2 separate regions of the Hordeum vulgare genome follow, and region 2 is linked to region 1. A link is a contact called in public Hi-C data. All regions are on one chromosome and are shown on one strand. Each heading gives the region's core, a stretch centred on a gene start, on an enhancer-like site or on the middle of the called end of the contact. The rest is flanking DNA. Distances are from core to core; before and after follow the strand shown.

Region 1 (6,812 bases), core at 3,002-5,501:
CCACCACTTTAGGACTTTTCGCGCAGGGATGTCAAGACTTTTGGAGGTTCTGTCACCTCATGATTCCACCCCACACGCATGGACCAGAGCCATTCTCAAATGAATGAAACTCCATGCACCACACGACTTATTAGCCGGTGACATGAGCCGGGCGTCCTCGCCTCGCCCGTCCCAAAGTGCAGAGTTAATTGCAAAAGAGTATCACAATTCGGACCGTTTTCATAAGTTGGTGCCATCTTTTAATTTTTTTGCAAATACGTAACAAGATACAGGCCGTATTTTGCAGATTCTGTATTTCTACGTATAGATGCTCTTTGTGATACATATAACCCACCGGTCAGTCTTTTGCAAGAAAAATCGACCCGAACCGTTCCGATCGAGGGAAAACCGTCTCTCTCTCTCTCTCTCCATCCGAGACCGGACAGGCAAGAAAAACTAGCACCCTTCGTCTCGCCGGCGATGTTGATGAGCTGGGGCGGACTGGAAGGCCCAGTATTGGGTGGGTTGGTTGGGGGCGCAGGCCGGCTGCGGGACCATCCACACGGCGGTGGCCTGCGGGATCATGTGGTTGCCCCCGGCGGCCCCGGCGGCGGACGGGACGGCGAAGACGAGGACGAGGCCCTGCTGGCCGCCGATGGGAGCGAGCCCGCTGGCGACGGAAATGGCGGCGCCTCCCGCGCCGGCCTGCAGGAGGGGGTCGGCGAGGACGGAGCGGACCAGCGCGGCGAGTCTGCCGTCGTCGCCCCGTATCCGCCATCTCATCGCCGCTGAGCCTGCCGCCGTCGCTCTGCTCCGGCCTCGACCTCGCTGTCGGCAGCAACAACGGCTTCATGGGAATGGGAATGCAGTCCATCCCCGACCTCATGGGCGGCGGCTCGGCGGCCATGCGCCTGCCCGCTGGCATGATGGGCGGCGGCCTGGACGACGGCCTCGGAGGCGAAGGCGTCTCCATCGACCGCGACGCGCTGCTCGAGCTCGGGCTGGCCGCAATGGAGGAGCTGGTGAAGGTGACGCAGGTGGACGACCCGCTGTGGCAGCCCAGCCTGGAGATTGGGATTGAGACGCTCAACTACGACGAGTACCGGCGCGCCTTCGCCCGCGTGCTCGGCCCTAGCCCCGCCGGCTACGTCTCCGAGGCCACCCGCGAGGTCGGCATCGCCATCATCAACAGCGTCGACCTCGTCAACAGCCTCATGAACGAGGTGCCCATTGTCATCAACATACTATATACTTAGCGCGGTGCATCATGCAGAAACACAAGAGCTGATCGGTGCAATGCTGCAGGCTCGGTGGTCGGAGATGTTCCCGTGCGTGGTGGCGAGGGCGAGCACGATGGAGATCATCTCGAGCGGCATGGGCGGCACCCGCAGCGGCTCAATCCAACTGGTGATCATGCACTCCCGTTTCATCCTAGCTCCACCTCGCGACCAGCCTAACTTGATCTCGCTCGCTCCGGCTACGTACTGACACCCTGGTGACCATGTGTACGTGCAGATGCGCGCGGAGCTGCAGGTGCTGTCGCCGCTGGTGCCGATCAGGGAGGTGACGTTCCTGCGCTTCTGCAAGCAGCACGCCGACGGGCTGTGGGCCATCGTGGACGTGTCGCGCAGCTGCCCACGCACGCCGACTCGGCCTACTTCACCGGGCTCATCAACGCACACTAGCGGCGGGAGCTGGAGGCGCTGCAGGCGGCGGAGGCGGCGAGGCAGGCCAAGACGCGGCTGGACCCCGGCTGGCCCTGCGCGACGCGGCGGAAGGCGGAGGCCAGGCCGGCGAGGCCGGAGCGGACCAGCGCGGCGAGCTCGTCGGCCGCCGGCTGCAGGTCGGGGATGGGCGGGGCGGGGCGGCCGAGGAGGCGCGCGGCCCTGGACCACTTGTACAGCACCGACAGAAGAGGAAGAGCACGTCGGTTTTTTTTTTTGCCTGTCCGGTCCGGATGGAGAGAGAGAGAGTCGGTTTTTCAAGCGGTCCGGACCGGTTTTTCCTATAAGAGACTGACCGGTGGATCATATGTGTCAGAAAAAGCATCTATACATATAAATACAGAATCTGCAAAATACGGCATGTATCTTGGTACGTATTTAAAAAAAATTGAAAGATAACACCAACTTATAAATACGACACGAATTGCGGTAGTCTTTTGCAATTAACTCCAAAGTGCATCATGCTCCTCCTACTCCTACCAGACAAACCCTCTCACCAGTCACCGTAGGGCCTCCGGTTGCTGCCTCAACGGTTCAAGCCTTGTGCCGGCGTTGCTTTCATCCGTTAGATCAGCGTCCCTGATTTGGCGCGAAAGCTGTACCACGTACATGCACGGTAGGCCCTTGGGAATTGGGATTCACCTGCCCCCAATAACGCATCAAAAAGTGGACGTATCTTTCAGGGCTCACCATCTTCCCTGTAGATGATGCGTCGTCTTGTCGATCCCCTCCCGTCATTGCCGACCCGGAAAGGCCACGGCACTTTCGCCATGCCTGCAGAGCAGAGGCAATTGCGCTTCCTACCTTTGACCCTAGTGCAGGAGTGGCAGAGAAAATACTCGACAATTCTACACATGGACATGACCATCATGAAATAGGTTTACCAAAACGGCGTCCTCGCTAGCAGAAATCCGGAGAGAGAGAGACGCTCTTCTTCTCAGACCCGGCCCCCTTGAGCATCTTGTGTTATCTTTTGAATGAATACGGCCTAACTGCAAGGTACTCACACCTTACGGTTGTTAGCCAGGCAGACATCCTAATCAATACCGTCTGTCAGTACTTGAAAATCTAAAAGGCTTTCGCGGCACCAGAATGTCGTGATCTCGGACGGACAGGTAAATTTTTCCCGGATCACTCGCTCGTCCAAAAGGGCGTCTCCCCGTAGCAGATATTGACCCGCCAAGGCTGGCTGCTGCGCCGTGCGCACATAGCTCGTGCCACAGGTTGCTTGCCACTGCAGCATGATGCAGAGCAGACCTGGCCAATTGACGATGGACTAAAAGAAGAAGAAGAAGCAGCAGCTAGCCGACTCTTCTGATGTTGAAACATTCTCCGGTTGGCTCCACGGCTTTCACAAGCAACATGTTTCACAATACACATGCAGTCGTTCTCAGAGACAGGGTCCTATGTTTTTCCCCCAATTTTCTTTTAAAGCTTTTCCCAATTTTTTTTGGGCTTGCGCCAAGTTTTGGATCACTGCTCCTTGCAGCCAACGCAGTGTTGTTTGAAGCCTGGACGCACAGATTATATTATCTAAAAGCTTTGTGCAACATCCTGAGCAGCTGCCGTTCCTAGCCTATATTTATCCGTTTCGCTGGCGCATCAGCACATGTTTGGCAAGAAGACGAGGAACAAAGCTGCACTGTAGCCGTAGGGTGGTGAATATTAAAACAAGCAGCGGCACCCTTCCACATGATGCATGCCGCATGCTGTGCTCTGCCCTCACGACGATATCCATCCAATTGAGGAGTTGGTTGGTGACCTATGGAGATATATCTACTCCGTTTATCGTAGCCTCCGTTCAGCGCTGCCTTACAAGACCGCTTTGAAGAAAGAAAAGGTTTTACCAGCACGCAGCAGTAGATTCAGCAGAGACATGGAGAGCACAAACAATAGACTGGGACACCACGACCGTCCTCGTTCCTCATGTAAAGAAAGGGAAGATCATGGCCTACCTGGCTCTGTGAGTTGTGGACACCTACCGCCAAATAATTCCAGCACAGACAAATAAGTCGTCCTGCACACCGGTGGATAAAAGATATATCCTCATGATGCCTTTCTTTTTTACATATAATGATCCTGGTCGATGATGCCATTGCCATGGCGTCCTGAATGATAGCACCATCATTTCTCTGCCCCGTGTAATGTAAATAAACCATTTCTCCTGGATGACGAAGAAGCTGTACTCCCTCCGTCCGAAAATACTTGTCCTAAAAATGTATAAAATAGATGTATCTATAACTAAAATGAGTCTAGATACATCTATTTCTAGGACAAGTATTTCCAGACGGAGGGAGGGAGTATAAGCCGATGAAGAACTATAAGGTCAAAAAGAAAAAGAAAAAAGCTAACGTGTGCATGCAATGCAAGACGAGGTAGCTGGATGCTAAATCGATTGCTGATCATGCATGCATGGCCAATGATGCATGTAAACTACTAACACTAATGCTGAAGGAGCCCCATATTCTCACCAAACCACCCCAACAAACTGCCTACTTTGAAGAAAAGAAAAGAAAAGAAAATCAAATGCTATCGAGCCCCCAACAAACTTTAACTACCGCTAACAGACAGGAACTAGGACGTACACCAAATTATATATATACAACATACAACGTAGCAGATGTCTGTCTTGGTCCTTCGTTGCTCGCCTACCAACCAGGGCTGTATTGTACAAAGGAAGTCAAACAATCCTTCCCTCCATCAGCCCCGCCTACTCTCTCCCTCGACCCAACCACCGTGACAGCAAACCATCACCTCCACATGACCAAAACGCCCCCGCCACAAAAGCCTTGCTGATGATATCATCATCTCATACTACTACATCTTTCTTTCTTGAGACCATTTAAAATTTCAGATCAGGGGCAAGCATGGCAAGTTTCTCAGGAGGCTCCAGTTAAACCTTCCCTATCCGGTTTCTTTCTGAGTTCCAACTCCCTCATTTCTTCTACAAGCAACAACTCCAGCACACAAACACACATCCATCCGTCCATCCATCCATCCGAGAGGGGGAAGAGAAAAAGGGTGTAAGAGGAGGAGGAGGAGGAGGAGTTGCCTCTGAAAGCAAGCCATCATTAGGCCACCAAATGCTGGAATGCATATTGGCTGACACGACAACAAGTCCAAGACGAAGGAGCAGAGCAGGCGCTGCGTCGGCGTCGGCCGGGTGACGGACGCCGGCGTGCGTGCTAGGTAGGTAGCTAGACGCTGCCATGTCGTATGATCAGATGCTGTCGCCGCTCCTCGGCCGGTCGGCGTGGACGCCGCAGCTGCAGCAGCTGCAGGTGGGCGGCGACGCCGTGACGAGGCAGATACTCAAGTGCACGCGGTGGCAGCTGGAGGAGACCACGGACTTCGTCACCTGCCCCTACCACTACTACTGCGACAGCTCCTACCCCGGCGACTACCACCCGGCCGTCGGCGCGCTGGTGGCCGCCTTCGCGGCCTACTGCTTCGTCGCCGCGCTGGCCTTCGCCGTGCTGGACCTTGCCCGGAGCGGCGCCGCGGGCGTCAGGGGCGTCAAGAGGAAGTACCTCGTCCCGTCCGGGCCCTTCCTGCTCCCGCTGGTGCTGCTGGCGCTGGCCAAGGGGCAGCGCGTGAACGCCGTGTTCCCGCTCGCGCAGCTCGGCCCGGCATTGCTGCTGCTGCTGCAGGCGTCGGCGCTGGCGTTCCGGAACGAGGCCGACGGCGACATCCGGTACGCGGTGCTGGAGGCCTCCACGGTGTCCGGGGTGCTGCACGCCAGCCTCTACCTGGACGCCGTCGTGCTGCCCTACTACACGGGGCTGGAGGCGCTCCGCTGGTCCCGCTTCTCCGGGGAGTGCGCGTCGTGCCTCTGCCGCATGGAGCCGCTGGTCGTCGGCGGCACGGCCATGCGGTACCGGGGCCTGTCCAAGACGGCGCTGGCCATCATCTTCGCGCTCTGCTCCAGGATGGTGTGCCGGATTTACGGCGAGGAGCGGCTGAGCGCGTGGACGCGGTCGGCGCTGGAGGGCGTCGGGTGGGTGTTGGTGGCGGCCGACGCCGTGTACCTCGTCGGCTGGGTGGCCGCGGAGGGCGGCGCCGTCGGGGTGGCGGCCTACAGCCTGGTCGCCGGCCTCGTCTTCCTCTGCGTCTTCGGCAAGGTGTACAGATTCTTGGCGTGGGTGGAGTCGCGGCAGTCGCAGTGGAAATCCAGCCTCTGCCACACCATCGTTTGATCGCCCTAATTCTTGCTCAATGAATGTAGAGAAAAAACAAGAAAGAGAAACAAACTCCCTCCTCCTCCATCCATTTCTTAGTTCACCTTTGGTTCGCTTTGATGTACAAATTTACAATGCACAAAATGGAAAGAATTCTGCAAAAATTCCCCTTGAAGCCACTCCTCTGGGTTTCTTTTCTTTTTCGTCGATGGATCTTCAGAAATTTGGCCCAGCATTTTCCATATCTTTCTGTCGATCGCATTGCGAAAATCGGGGAGAGAAGAAAAAAGGAGAAGGCTGTACTGCGCTTTAGTTGGTGGTGATTTGAATTTCGCCGCATGCATTAGTGCGTGTGGATCGATGGATGGATCGTCGGCTGGAGTTAAGAAAGGCGAAGAGGACAAGCCAGCAACAGCAATGTCGTCCGTTGGCTTGCTTGTCCACAGTGATCGGGCCCTGACCTAACCGCTGGCGGCTTCTGGAAGCCACTTCTTGGAGGCTTCCTGCAATCTCTGACAGTTGTTGTCTTCAGTTCTCTCCTTGTTCGTGTGGTCATCATCAGTTAATAAGTTCCGGAGGAAGAAGTGGTTGGAGCATTCACCTGGTGTCTCACCCAGTTGGGAATGAGCCCAAAAATTTGCCGCACCCGCGCGCGGAGCCACCGAGGACCGCACCCAAAATGTTTATGAAAGAACTTGTCAATGGGTGAAAATAAAATAAAATGACATTATATGTACTACCAGTACTTGTCACATAGTATGTGGCCCTATGCATAGAGATAGAGTCTCCGTGAACCGGAGACTTTGACCTGGTTTCATATACTCCATTTCTTCGAATCTTATTAGCCTTGTTTCTTGAACAAGTTCCTTTCGCTCTCATCATCATCATCATCATCGAGTGCGATTGCTGGAGAGAAAAGGGCAGTGGCATG
Region 2 (7,799 bases), core at 2,028-4,527, 410 kb after region 1:
TGAAGCAGTTCATGACGGATCTTGGAGTGGTGCCAAGTGCACTGGATCCAATAACCTTGTTCTGTGACAACACGGGTGCCATTGCCTTAGCAAAGGAACCACGGTTTCACAAGAAGACCAGACACATCAAACGACGCTTCAACCTCATCCGCGACTACGTCGAGGAAGAGGACGTAAATATATGCAAAGTGCACACGGATCTGAATGTAGCAGACCCGCTGACTAAACCTCTTCCACGGCCAAAACATGATCGACACCAGAACTGTATGGGTGTTAGATTTATTACAATGTAATTCACATGGTGATGTGAGGGCTGGATTATTGACTCTAGTGCAAGTGGGAGACTGTTGGAATTATGCCCTAGAGGCAATAATAAATATGGTTATTATTATAATTCCTGTATCAAGATAATAGTTTATTATCCATGCTATAATTGTATTGAATGAAGACTCATTTACATGTGTGGATACATAGACAAAACACCGTCCCTAGCATGCCTCTAGTTGGCTAGCCAGTTGGTCAATGATAGTCAGTGTCTTCTGATTATGAACAAGGTGTTGTTGCTTGATAACTGGATGACGTCATTGGGAGAATCATGTGATGGACTAGACCCAAACTAATAGACGTAGCATGTTGATCGTGTCATTTTGTTGCTACTGTTTTCTGCGTGTCAAGTATTTATTCCTATGACCATGAGATCATATAACTCACTGACACCGGAGGAATGCTTTGTGTGTATCAAACGTCGCAACGTAACTGGGTGACTATAAAGATGCTCTACAGGTATCTCCGAAGGTGTTAGTTGAGTTAGTATGGATCAAGACTGGGATTTGTCACTCCGTGTGACGGAGAGGTATCTCGGGGCCCACTCGGTAATACAACATCACACACAAGCCTTGCAAGCAATGTAACTTAGTGTAAGTTGCGGGATCTTGTATTACGAAACAAGTAAAGAGACTTGCCGGTGAACGAGATTGAAATAGGTATGCGGATACTGACGATCGAATCTCGGGCAAGTAACATACCGAAGGACAAAGGGAATGACATACGGGATTATACGAATCCTTGGCACTGAGGTTCAAACGATAAGATCTTCGTAGAATATGTAGGATCCAATATGGGCATCCAGGTCCCGCTATTGGATATTGACCGAGGAGTCTCTCGGGTCATGTCTACATAGTTCTCGAACTCGCAGGGTCTGCACACTTAAGGTTCGACGTTGTTTTATGCGTATTTGAGTTATATGGTTGGTTACCGAATGTTGTTCGGAGTCCCGGATGAGATCACGGACGTCACGAGGGTTTCCGGAATGGTCCGGAAACGAAGATTGATATATAGGATGACCTCATTTGATTACCGGAAGGTTTTCGGAGTTACCGGGAATGTACCGGGAATGACGAATGGGTTCCGGGAGTTCACCGGGGGGGGCAACCCACCCCGGGGAAGCCCATAGGCCTTGGGGGAGACACACCAGCCCTTAGTGGGCTGGTGGGACAGCCCACAAGTGCCCTATGCGCCAAGGAGAAGAAAATCAAGAGAGAAAGAAAAAAAAAGGAGGAGGTGGTAAGGAAGGGGGACTCCCTCCCACCAAACCTAGTCCAACTCGGTTTGGGGGGGGGGGGGGGAGAGTCCTCCCCCTTGGACTCGGCCGACCCCCTTGGGGCTCCTTGAGCCCCAAGGCAAGGCCCCCTCCCTCCCACCTATATATACGGAGGTTTTAGGGCTGATTTGAGACGACTTTTTCACGGCAGCCCGACCACATATCTCCACGATTTTTCCTCTAGATCGCGTTTCTGCGGAGCTCGGGCGGAGCCGTGCTGAGACAAGGTCATCACCAACCTCCGGAGCGCCGTCACGCTGTCGGAGAACTCTTCTACCTCTCCGTCTCTCTTGCTGGATCAAGAAGGCCGAGATCATCGTCGAGCTGTACGTGTGCTGAACGCGGAGGTGCCGTCCGTTCGGTACTAGATAGCGGGACTGATCGCGGGATTGTTCGCGGGGCGGATCGAGGGACGTGAGGACGTTCCACTACATCAACCGCGTTCTCTAACGCTTCTGCTGTACGGTCTACAAGGGTACGTAGATCACTCATCCCCTCTCGTAGATGGACATCACCATCATAGGTCTTCGTGCGCGTAGGAAATTTTTTGTTTCCCATGCGACGTTCCCCAACACCACATTGTTGCCTACTCCGATGCCGACTGGAATGGTTGTCCAAACACGCGTCGTTCTACATTAGGCTACTGTGTCTACCTCGGGCCCTCGCTGATTTCGTGGTTGTCCAAGCGACAACCCATGGTGTCTCGCTCGATTGTTGAGCGGGAGTATCGTGACGTGGCTAATATTGTGGCTGAGTGTTCCTAGCTTCCCCAGTTGCTCCAGGAGTTGCTTTGTGATATTCACAAGGCAACGATCGTCTACTACAACAACGTCTCCGCCGTCTAGCTATCCGCCAATCCTATCAGCATTGACGAAAAAGCAGATTGCGCTCGACATTCACTTCGTTCGTGAACAGGTGGCCCTTGGACGTGTTCAGGTTCTTCACGTACCAACCGCTGAGCAGTTCGCTGATGTTATGACCAAGGGACTACCGACATCTGTCTTTGAGGAGTTTCTGTCCAGTCTCTACGTCTTCGTTGACGCTTCGACTCGGGGGCGGGGGGGGGGGAGGGGGTTGAACTTACATTGTCTTGTGTACGTGTATATGACTAGGGTCTTGTATTTGTACCATCCTACCTCCTCTCCCCCTTCCGTATATGTGTATGTCTTGAAAGACAAGCAGAGGCCGGTCCACCATGTATCTATATATGTGCATCATGCACACGATCAATGAATTATCGATGCATGCAAACCCTTCTCTCCAAAAAAAAAAAACTAAGAGAGCGAAATGTCAAATGTTCCTAAAGCAAAGAAACTACCAGAGAAGATTCATGTTGGAGAAGAGTACAACCAAGAAGGACAAGAGAGCTCCATGAGTGGACAAAACTGATGAACGGATGAACAATATATTTCTGTTTGAAAAAATAAGATAGTCTTTGAGAGAGAATTGAACTGGTCAATTTTCACAAGCTTACAAACCATGTAAGCACGCTGCACCAGCCCATCAGAGACTCAGTTGAACACGGCTCACTTGGCCCACTAGATATCCAGTTGAGCACGGCTCACTTGGCCCAGTAGAGACCCAGTTGAACGCGGCTTACTTGGACCGGTGTAGCCCGACTCAATTTCTATCGGTGTTCACTTTTGTCCCTGGCCATGAGCCTGAGCCGACTACAAGCAAGCTTTGGAACGACGGGTCCACTGCCCAGGGACGAGCCGGAACAAGACGGGCCCGTCTCTTCTTCGATTCGATCCATACCCCTCCCCCCCCCCACCCACTAACCCTACCCCCATGTCCGACGGCGGCGCCGGCGAGCCCGGGGCCGGCGGCTCGGAGCCGGTGTGCAACTTTGTTCGGAAGCCGCCGAAGAATATTCGGAAGCGTCCCGCCGCGTCCGTCGGCTCCGACGACGAAGAAGGTAGCGGCGGCGACGATTCCGGGGCCATCGCTGCGGCGCGATCTAAGAAGCCGCCGTCTACTACCAGCAAGCTCTTCTTCTCCTCCGCCGACAACTCACACGAGCCCCGCCGTTTCCAGTTCGAGTCGTCCAGGACGATTCAGTCCTCCACCGACAGCCGCGCCACTGCGACGCTGGAGACGGAGACTGCGTACGACCGTGATGCGCGCGCCATCCGCGAGCGACAGCTCAAGCAGGCCGAGGAGTCCCTCAAGAAGAACCCCTCGGCCTCCTCCTCCACCGGGGAGCTCTACAAGGGGATCCACGGCTACACGGATCACAAGGCCGGCTTCCGGCGGGAGCACACGGTTTCCGGAGAGAAGGCTGGTGGCGCGCACGGCCCCCTGCGGGCGTCAGCGCACATACGTCTCTCGACGCGGTTCGACTACCAACCCGACATCTGCAAGGATTATAAGGAGACCGGCTATTGTGGCTACGGCGATTCCTGCAAGTTCATGCACGACAGAGGTGACTACAAGTCTGGGTGGCAGCTCGAGAGGGAGTGGGACGAGGCCGAGAAAGCCCGCAAACGGCGCATAGCGATGCGTGAGTTGGATGGTAGTGATGGCGAGGCAGAAGAGGAAGACAGCGACGACGAGGAGGCACTGCCCTTTGCCTGCTTCATATGCAGGGAACCCTTTGTTGACCCGGTGGTCACAAAATGCAAGCATTATTTCTGCGAGCATTGCGCATTAAAGGTACCCTGCAATTTGTTCTGATTTTGTGCTGATAATTATGCCTACTCATCTATGCAATCAATAAGTTTGTCGTACTGAAAATCTAGGTTATTTGCTTAGCTAGGCTAACAGTTTGTCATATATATACAGAGAGATGAAACAAGGAACCATGATTGTTTGAGTTTGAGCCATGAACTATTGAAACATTAGCACTTGCACACGAGTTTAATTCTGGAAATATTGCAGATTCAGCCCAGATAAATATGAACTTGCCCTATATTACATAAAGCACCATATGATTATGGATCCATGGCAGTGTGGTGGAAACAAATTTCTGTGTCCATACTAGCTGATTGTTTTTTTTTTGGACTAGCTGAATGATTTGTTGGTTCAAGCGTCAGCCATATGGCCCATATAGCATGCAGCACTGCGTTACATTTAGAATGTCAAGTCCAAGTAGATACAATTTGATATGTGAGTTCTTATAAATTCGTTTTCATATCTGTATTTAGCTGCGCGATATGAATGTTTTTAGTTGAAATATTAGTTCAGATAGTACCATGCATGGCTGCTTAATAATTGAAATGTAACTTGGAACCATGATTGTTTGAGTTCGAACCATGGACTATTGAAAAACATTAGTACTTGCACAAGACTTATAATTCTGGAAATATTGCGAATTCCTCCCAACTATATATGAACTTGCCATGTTGCATAAAGCGACATATGATTATGGATATATGGCAGTGTGGTGGAAACAATTTCTTCGTCCATATTAGCTGAATGTTTTGTTGGTTCAAGCTTCAGCCATATGTAGCATGCAGCACTGCATTACATTTAGACTGTCAAATCCAAGATGATATTTGATTTGTGAGGTCTTAGAAATTCTCCTTACTATCTATATTTAGCTGTGTGATATGAATATTTTTATTGAAATATTAGTTCAGACAGAGAGTACCAAGCATGGCCGCTTAATAATTGAGGTATTAGTCGCTTGGTGCGCCTTTTCTGTTGGAGTTAAAGAGCTTGATTTGATTGCGTAGGACTATCTTACGGCCTGTCCTGTGTGCAAATAATAAATTAGTTGTACAGAGAGGTGATTCAAAGGGAATATGGAAAATATACTTGAGAATTGATAAGTTTTTTCCTTTTATATGGAGGATGTGCATTCACAGAGCTTGCATAGTTAGATGACTTATTCGCTAGTCTCTACATGCTAGGAAGTGCATCCACAGAGCTTGCATAGTTAGTCCAAATCTATAGAGAATGTGAGCAAGGAGTCTAGGAGCGTAAATTCTGCAGACAACCTGCTACATACAATTGGATGCCACGTGGCACAAGTGCATGGATCAATTGTAGTCTTTTGTGTACAACATTCTAGGGTTTATTTAATCCACATGGAAACTGACTAACAAAAACATTAGGTGTTTTTCTTACGGAATTTCATCTAGCTACTCGAGAGTTACCGAGTAATTGTACAAAGAAAACAACTCTAGAGGTTTCATAGTTCCCAGCTGATGATTGTTGCTTATATTGCAACTAAGTTCTGACCATCTGGCATCTGTTGATTTCAGCATCACTCGAAGAACAAGAAGTGCTTTGTCTGCAATAAACCGACGCTTGGCATCTTCAATGCGGCGCAGGAGATCCGGAAGAAGATTGCCCAGGACAAGAAGCAGCAGGACCTTTGATGACTGTTGCACAATGTAGTAGCTTGTATCATGGAGGATAGCTTCTCTTCTGTTATTGTATTGTTTGAAATGAGGGGGAAATATCCAGGAATCAGTTTTGTTTCTTTAGCTCTGTACTAGATCCTACTTACCATTAGCCACCAAAATCTCAGCTTCTTGTCGCATTGCAGAAGCTTGTTTCATCATTTCGAGCTGGTACTGAATGGATGTGGGTCTTCAAGTGTCACTCACATTTACCGCAACTTAAAAAAAATGAACCGGTACTATTCGTTTGCACTACACTTGGCATTTGGCGATGCCAACTCTCTAGGGGGGCAACGTCGTCAACAAATAGGCAAACCTTGCAACCCCCTCGTCCTGGAGATCCGGCAGAATGCTTTCCCGAGCAAGCTCAAGCAGCCCACTGGTGGCGCAATGGAAATGTACAACCTTTTCCTCCTCTGTCTCATCCCAATAGCTAGCGCAAAATTGGTTTTCCAACTTGAGGATGGGCTCAGTTCGGAGCAAACCTTTCTCCCTGCAGCAAAAAACAAGTGAATCCCTCCAACTTCTTCAAGAGGTTCTCGACGATACAGAGTCACATTACAAAAGTTCTCTACACGACAGCCATGCATTTATGCAGACTTTGCTCCAAGTCTCCAAGGAGAGCTAAATTGGGCCCTCACCCGCAACCCGCCATGAACCATCAAAAGGTTGTACTATGGTGGAGAGTATGCTCGAGACGAAGATTGTGATCGCGCCAAGAGAGGCCCAAAGCCGTGTCGGGTCCTCTAGCATTTGAATCCAAGAAACTCCCCGAAGATGCTGAAGGTGAAGTCATCCATATCCCAAAGAGCGACGTGTCATGCCACTTAGGAACACCAAACTGAAGAACCTCCATTTGACACCATCGTCCACTATCCTCAAATGCCTCACATGGAGCCACGATGAATCCAGACCAATATGCGTGGGAGTCATCCTGCACCAAAGTCTACAGCCGCCAAGACAAAGCTTCTACGAGTCCACAATGGTCAAAGACGCAGGTGCACTCCTCCGCGGGTGTCGTCATCCAAAATATGGCAAATTTGGGGAATGCTCCGGTATGCATGCGACCATTTATCAGCTTGGGACTGGACCTAGAAAGAGGGGCACAGGAATATTGGGTTGGGCCCAGTACTGTACAAGTGTGCTTTATACCTACACCTTTTTCATTTTGTCATGAGCCAAATAGAGTTTACACGTGCGTAACACACAATAGAACAGAAAATGGCCAGACCCATAAATATTACAGAGGTTATCCTGACGTTGGGAACCTTCTACAAGGTTTCTTTTTTTTTTGCCAACCAGTTCTCCCTTGTTTTTTGTTTTATTTTTTTATTTTAAATGTGCGTTTTTCTTCTTCAATTTTTTTTTTCATTTAAAAAAATACGATCTGTTTTCAATAAACATTTTTTCAAATGTGCATTTTGAAAACCAATAAATATTTCTCAAATCCTTTTTTTCAGATTTGAGTTGTTTATTCAAACCATTAAACTTTTTTCTACCAAAATTTCTAACCAACTACATAAAGCAAGCGAGCCATCCAAACAGCACAAGTTTTACTAGTCTGGCCCATGGGAACCCGTGCGTGGCGTGGCGACAATTGTCGCTACTGGTTCTTATTTCACGCGTAGCGACCTACCGCGTACCCACCCCGCGCCCACCCATTCTTGTTTTCCCTAAACCAGTATTTTCTTGTTTCATTTCTAATATTTTTTTCCTTTTGTCCTTTTAATATATTTATTTTTCTTCTTCTCTTTTTCATCTATTATTTATTCTTATTTTTCATTTTTCTTTAATTCCTGACCTTTTTATAAAAACGTGAACTTTTTCATACTCATGAACAACCACTGAAT

The links. Hi-C and Micro-C count contacts between places; a contact is called where the count stands out from the background.
Region 2: a contact with region 1 is called in a Hi-C map of leaf, with 8 times the contacts expected there. The contact joins the promoter of LOC123449135 here to the promoter of LOC123449134 in region 1. A contact is called at or near these places in 3 of 6 Hi-C or Micro-C datasets (leaf and seedling) and 1 of 1 datasets of contacts at active chromatin or transcription factors (embryo).

The regions. Positions count from the first base shown.
Region 1 is chr4H:497,318,249-497,325,060 of MorexV3_pseudomolecules_assembly, forward strand. It overlaps LOC123449134, which reads left to right and starts at 4,252. Exons shown (of 1, transcript XM_045126232.1): 1 at 4,252-6,060. The coding sequence starts at 4,913. The coding sequence ends at 5,899. It overlaps LOC123449133 (homeobox-leucine zipper protein ROC6-like), which reads left to right and starts at 349. Exons shown (of 3, transcript XM_045126231.1): 1 at 349-1,202; 2 at 1,285-1,386; 3 at 1,495-2,118. The coding sequence starts at 831. The coding sequence ends at 1,998.
Region 2 is chr4H:497,725,246-497,733,044 of MorexV3_pseudomolecules_assembly, forward strand. It overlaps LOC123449135 (zinc finger CCCH domain-containing protein 15), which reads left to right and starts at 3,278. Exons shown (of 2, transcript XM_045126233.1): 1 at 3,278-4,255; 2 at 5,809-6,151. The coding sequence starts at 3,392. The coding sequence ends at 5,925.